Regions from separate parts of the Drosophila melanogaster genome. Here region 1 is linked to region 2. A link is a contact called in public Hi-C data. All regions are on one chromosome and are shown on one strand. Each heading gives the region's core, a stretch centred on a gene start, on an enhancer-like site or on the middle of the called end of the contact. The rest is flanking DNA. Distances are from core to core; before and after follow the strand shown.

Region 1 (3,326 bases), core at 742-3,241, 1.0 Mb before region 2:
ATGTTGCACAAATTACCCAGTTTAATTCACATTATCGATGTAGTTACCTTTTTTACTATTTTTTTTATAATGCACATCACCAGTTTTCATTGAGTTTTTTAACTGGCAGCTCTCGGCGGTTTGTGGGCGTGGCAACATTGGTCAATAAACTAGCGCTAATTCTATGTCTAGAATCTGTATACTTAATCTGGCAAATCGATAAAAATTTACAAGAGTAATAAAAATATGAAAAAATATCAAACCATTTTTGTGGGCGTTAGATTGGGCGTGGAAACATGAGTATGATATTACTATTACATTATTACATTGTTATTATTGTACTGATTAAAACAACGATAACTTTAGCTTGTTTCTTTTACTTATTGAAATTATACTTATAAATCGTTTGTTTACATTTATAATACGCTATTTGATGGGGAATTTAAAAAAAAGGTGAATGTATGCCTTATAACTTAGAACAAAAATAACCATAGTTGATGGGTTTTCAAACGAATTCTTATTTTCGCTAAGTTAAAAAAACCTTTTATTTTTATTTGTAACACACCACCATCTGAAATATGTATATATTTGTTCACCACCACCCTTAAGGGTTGAAGAATAGAGCAATTTCTTTGGGAAGGTTAATTGCTTCAAATACCTTAAATATTAGATTTATGCTTGTCGTTCGGTAATGTATGGTGCTTATAATATAGCTTTAAATTATGAACAAACTTTATCACTATTTATATGAATTCGAGTTACACGATAACAAAACTTTGAATTCATTTACTATGTGAATGACAAACGAAATTCATAGTATAATTATTGACAAAAATATAAGTTTTTTATGTATTTTCAAGGCGACATCAGGTTTATTTCACAAATTATCTACTTCTATTTATACAGTTCTCTATTTTCACATATGAATAAATGGATTTCCGTTTGAAGAATAGTTAAGTTGGAGAAGCAAAAAAAATCGATGGAACTATCGATAACTTCGATGGTGGTAACCTTAGCACTCCCGTTACAACTACTGTTTTCGACGATTTGGTTGATGATTTGCAGAAGTTTCTGATTTTCAATAATTTAAGTAAAGCAGGACTGTCTGAAACACAATTAGATTTAAATTATGCCTAAATTTTGTAGTTGAAGGGATTCTTAAAATACTTTTTATTTTGGTTAAGATGAATTTCTTAATAACTATTTGATAAACGTTTTGGAAATTATATCTACCTTAGTTTATTTAGTTCAAAGAAATGGAATATTTTTTACAGATCAATAGAAACTGTCAAGACAAATAAAAACGTGGTGGAACTCCATAGTCAACTCGTTACTTATATAAAAATTAAAACAGAAAACAGTTAAATCTTTAAAAAATTAATCTGAGTCAAAAGTTAGTTTCTGGACTATATGCATTGCATTTGACTGTTTTACTGCCCGCCATGCTTGACAAAATAGCATTCGAGTCATAAAACACTATAAACAATGAGCACAAAACATTGATACTAGGACATTAGAGACTTGCCTTGATTTAACTTATACATATTTGTTGGCAAATCGATAGAAATATTCACAACAAATAATGATTTGATAAATATTAAGTAAAGTATTTGTCCTAAAACAACAGCTCTTTCGCCCATTCGTAAAAATTAACCCTAATGACATAATGATCATTATAAGCGAATAACAACGCTTTCTTAGGGCCATGCATGAATGATCTAAACTAAAAAAATGTTATACGACCTTTTTAAAATCATAATAGTAAAATGGGAAAACAGGAATAAATATTCCCATGAATTATATATGTATGTTACAATACCACACGTGTTCTTACGATTTGACTCGCATTATATGGGCAAACGATTGCCCTGCAAATTATATATAAAGTCGATTTCCGCTCGAAAACGGTCCGGTGGACTAAGTATTGATTTATTCAATTTTCGTCACAAACTTTGATATTAGAGCTGTTGTATGCTAAGTGGTTCCTATGTTTGAGTTGCGAAACAAGTTCTAAAGAACTTTATTCTGGACCACCGAAGTCATTTTATATGGTACTCCGTTGATTATGGTTATAAAACGTGCTTCAAACGCTATTGTGAGTACATGTGAGCCAGGTGGCATGTTAAAACTGTTTTAACACGGTCACACTGTTCTTCTCTTTGTTCGGGTCGCTTTGAAAATTGTGTATTCAAATGAAATTGTACGATAAACAAATATCTGGTTTTACCTATTTGTAAAGTATACAATACAAATCATTGCAATACATCAAATATTATAGCTCTCGGTTAATGTTTAATCAAACTGTTCTGATACAGTCTTCATCGATGTGCAATATTTGTACATATATGTATGTATGTACATGGACATAAACTCAATTAAGTGTTGACAATATACTTATTAAGGTATTATTATATTTAATTAATTAAAGGTATAGCAATACAAAAATAATAAATTTAAGCACAAGTGCCGAAGTTTATAACCTCAATATATATTACTATTTATTTTGGCTGTGCCTTTCAACTGTTCGTTATGTATATGCAGATGTAAGTACATATATACAAACTATTTACACAAATAAAAAGTATTTAGAAAAAACCAAGATCGGAAAGTTAAAAAACAAAATCAATTTTGATACGATAATAGGATATTTTTTTAAAGTAGAGTGCATTGCCGACTAAAATGTATATTAAGGCACACAATCGTTATTAAACCAAATATTTCTTATTCCAGTTGCGGCAAACTAGTTTAATGAAAACTGTGTTGTTATAAAACACATTAAATAATTCTGTATCCTGGGAACACCCGAAATGTAATAAACTAATTTATAACAATCTACATAAAATCGGATTTAATAACTACCATAAACAAGCGCACTATGGTCGGTTCTCAAGAAAAAAAAAACAATCATATCGAATTATCTGAAACACCCGCAACAGACAAAAATAATTTAAACACAACTCATCTGGAAAACACACAACTCTCAAAAGCACTTTCACCTCCTACATCACTACCTCAGATACAAATTCAGATGATTAACCAAAATTTAACACATACTGGTATCGCTCAAAATAATACTGAAAAAGCCAACCGTCATCAATACCGGGACAGTGGATTACAATATTTAACCCGATGCTTTGAACCATTGGCAATGCTCAATGATAGTAAAGAAGACTTTCCCACGCAGCCATCAAATAATATTGCCAATTACCCTGGAGATATTCAAATTTTACCCATTTTCGATTGCTGCGAAATTTCAGAGTCTATTCAAGGTAAAAAATTTTTTGTCACTAATAAGTATTTAAATGATCCTTTTAATTAAATTAAAAATTATAGCAATATCGTTGCCT
Region 2 (3,027 bases), core at 47-2,546:
GGAAATGGCTAGATCGACTCGGTTATTGATCCTTATCAAGAATATATACATATACTTTACATGGTCTTAAACGCTTCCTTTTGCCCGTTACAAACTTTTCAACGAATGTAGTGTACATTTTTATTTTACGAGTAACGGGTATAAACACTGTTACTTGATATATAATTCTTTTGTAAACTAAATTTTTACTGTTAGTCGTAAAATAAATGTATATACTTGATTCCATTAAAAATATATAAGAGATATAAGTAAGCATTTCTAATAAAATAACAAATAATTTAAATTAAGAGCTAGTGAATTAATAAAAGCTGCGGCAGCAGAGGCCTTCCTCCTTGTTTACATCTAGATGGATAGAATAATCTTGTTAAGGTTACATTATAGCTGGTAGTACAGATTGACGATATAAATGTATTTAAGGATATTTAATATGTTTGTCGTTGCAGAACTGACTGATTGTCTGTTGGGTTTGGTCGAGGTAGTGCTTGTGTGTTATTAGTGTATGTCCCGAGTCTGATAAGATGATTTGTTGGATGTTTGAAACCAAGTTTTTTTCATCTTGGTTAGGTATTTCTTATTCAATAGTTGTAAGTGGTTGGCTTGTTGTATTCCAACTTGTCCTAGTATCCAAAGGAGTTTAAAATTGGTATTGAATTTTTGTAGTAGGTTGCGTGCGTGAGATATGTAGTGATCGCTGTTGTTTAGATTTTTAATAGCGGAAAGTGAGTCTGAACATATGCAGAATTTTCCTCTTTTATTTTTGTTGGTTTTTAGGGCCTATAAGGGCTAGAAGCTCTGCTGCGAAGACCGTTCGTTTGCTTTTCTGTAAAAAGTCTCCTGAAAAGTTGTGGGGTCGTGTTGCTTTCGTTGAACTTATTGAGTGTTGTGTCAATTTTGGAGAGATTGGTGTTCCAGGGAGGTAAGGACTGCGCGGGTATTTTTTGTTGTTTAAATGGTAGTTAATGGGCTTTGCTTTTTCTATTATTCGGTCTATTGCTGATTTGTATGGGGGACGTTTTGATGAGCGGTATGATTTTAATATTTTTTATGATTGGGGAGTTGTTAGCGTTGAATAAGGTTTTTGTGAGCTTTGTTATTATTAGGAAGTCCTGTCTATCTTCCAAAGCGCCAAGAGTGATAGATAGTCGAATGATTTATGTATAATATTGGCACTTATCCTAAAATGTTCACAAACTTTTGTTCAACCACTTTTTAAAGTCTTGGAAAAAACATTTTATCTTTGTGTGTTCGTATTAATATATATAGATATTACACGTTTTTTTTCATAAAATATCGATCATTGTCATAGCCCAGTTCCATTATCAAATGGTTTTTTAGCAGATGTGATAGTGAAAGTTCGTAATCGTTTGTACATTTGAGACACAGTTATATGCAACGTGCTGCCACAACTACTATGTATTATGTATAATACTATTTTTTACCTTTTATTTGTCTAAAATCTTCTTTTGTTCCTTACAGCACTTATTGTTTTAAATTATTTTCTATTTTGCGGAAACGAAAAATTATATTGTTTATGTATATACAAATTTTTGTTGTTAGTATTGCCAATATCAAAACTAACTTATTTAATATTATTAATAAATTTCATAGAATGCAAATATGAGTATATATTGCTGTTTTGCAATGAAAATTGCATTAAAATTGCGAGTGCGAGGCAGATATGCCAAACCAAAAAAGTAGCTGTTTAGGTTATTTAGGCGTTACTGTTATCGACATGTTAACTTCCAAATGAATAATTTAAACTTTTCCGGGGATCGATTTTGGTTCTGATGCTGAATGGAATATAGTAACTAGAAAAACTGAATCCTGGAATAAACGATATCTTTCCTTCTCATTATTCTCAAAGTTCTCGGTTGCTTTATTGACATTGGAGACAAAATCAACGGAAGTATTTTAGGATATGTAAATGTTAACTTTATATATTTTCAGTCATTTTTTTTGCTGTTCCAAATTGGTACAACAATACAAGAATGAAGGAAGCCATCCCTAAAAGTGTACTCACACTACAATTTGCAGGATACTTTTAAAAGGAACTTTTGTCCAATCTTTTTTAATTAAAAACAATTTTAAAGGGCCCACGTATTTTATTTCCACCGTTCCATAATTGTTACTAAGCATGTGACGCTATCTTTACGCACATAGCCACACATAAAATTTTGATTGGAAAAGTTTGAGACATTACTAAGTAAGTTACTTTTCTATTTGAAAATTAATCCAAACCTACGAAACCTGCCTTTTACAACTAATAACTCTATATATATATATATCTATTATTTTTGAAACCATCGAAAGCCATCGTAAAATGTTATTGATTATATGGACGATTAATGCCAAAATGTACGTGTTTGTATATGCGTATAAAAAAGTATGGTTATTTTTTTCAGTTTATTGACGTTTAATGTAACTGAAATGGCAAAGAACGCTTACAGCAATCCATACCTCACACATACTAACTGTGCACCTAGGTATGGCTATGTACATACTTTTACTGAAAACAACAAGCTTTAAGCTCTTGTGCAGTTCGGTCATAGCCTTAGATTCTTTCACTTGCCTGGCAGTATCCTTCGGGGACTGTCTATTCTAACAGTACAAATCGTTTATAAACATTGCCGTCAAGTAGTCATTCATAGTTTATTTTCCTGACGTATAAAATTTTCTAACAAAAAGTTGTGCAAGTAGTAGTAGCTATAAGTGTTTTTTTTTTTATTAATCTTTAGGAAAACTATAATGATTCACGAAATCAAACTGTGTATCGTACTTCAGTAAAAATCCAAACCTAGCAATCTAATATACATACATGCATATACATATTTATGTATATATAAAAATAATGTATGCTTATACATTCAACGAATATGTTTTCTAAAATTTAATTATCGCTGGAGTATTATTCACAGTAAACATTGAAATGTGAACAAAGGGTTTGAAATGTTATGTATAAATTAAAACCTACCTACGCTCGTAAGTTTTACTGCCAGTAAAACATCCGTTTATTAATAGCCGAGTCAA

Evidence for each region. A called contact is a pair of places that touch in the nucleus more often than the background predicts.
Region 1: a contact with region 2 is called in a Hi-C map of the Kc167 cell line, with 1.8 times the contacts expected there. The contact joins the promoter of Cadps here to the promoter of lncRNA:CR44441 in region 2. A contact is called at or near these places in 2 of 107 Hi-C or Micro-C datasets (the Kc167 cell line and embryo).

What each region holds. Positions count from the first base shown.
Region 1 is chr4:1,229,502-1,232,827 of dm6, reverse strand. Cadps (Calcium-dependent secretion activator) reads right to left here and starts at 1,991. Exons shown (of 23, transcript NM_001031858.2): 1 at 1,814-1,991. It overlaps Dyrk3 (Dual-specificity tyrosine phosphorylation-regulated kinase 3), which reads left to right and starts at 2,115. Exons shown (of 7, transcript NM_001038725.2): 1 at 2,115-2,330; 2 at 2,408-2,522; 3 at 2,710-3,248; 4 at 3,313-3,326. The coding sequence starts at 2,855.
Region 2 is chr4:193,001-196,027 of dm6, reverse strand. It overlaps lncRNA:CR44441 (long non-coding RNA:CR44441), which reads right to left and starts at 1,296. Exons shown (of 1, transcript NR_123744.2): 1 at 128-1,296. Abcd1 (ATP binding cassette subfamily D member 1) reads left to right here and starts at 2,199. Exons shown (of 10, transcript NM_166736.4): 1 at 2,199-2,483.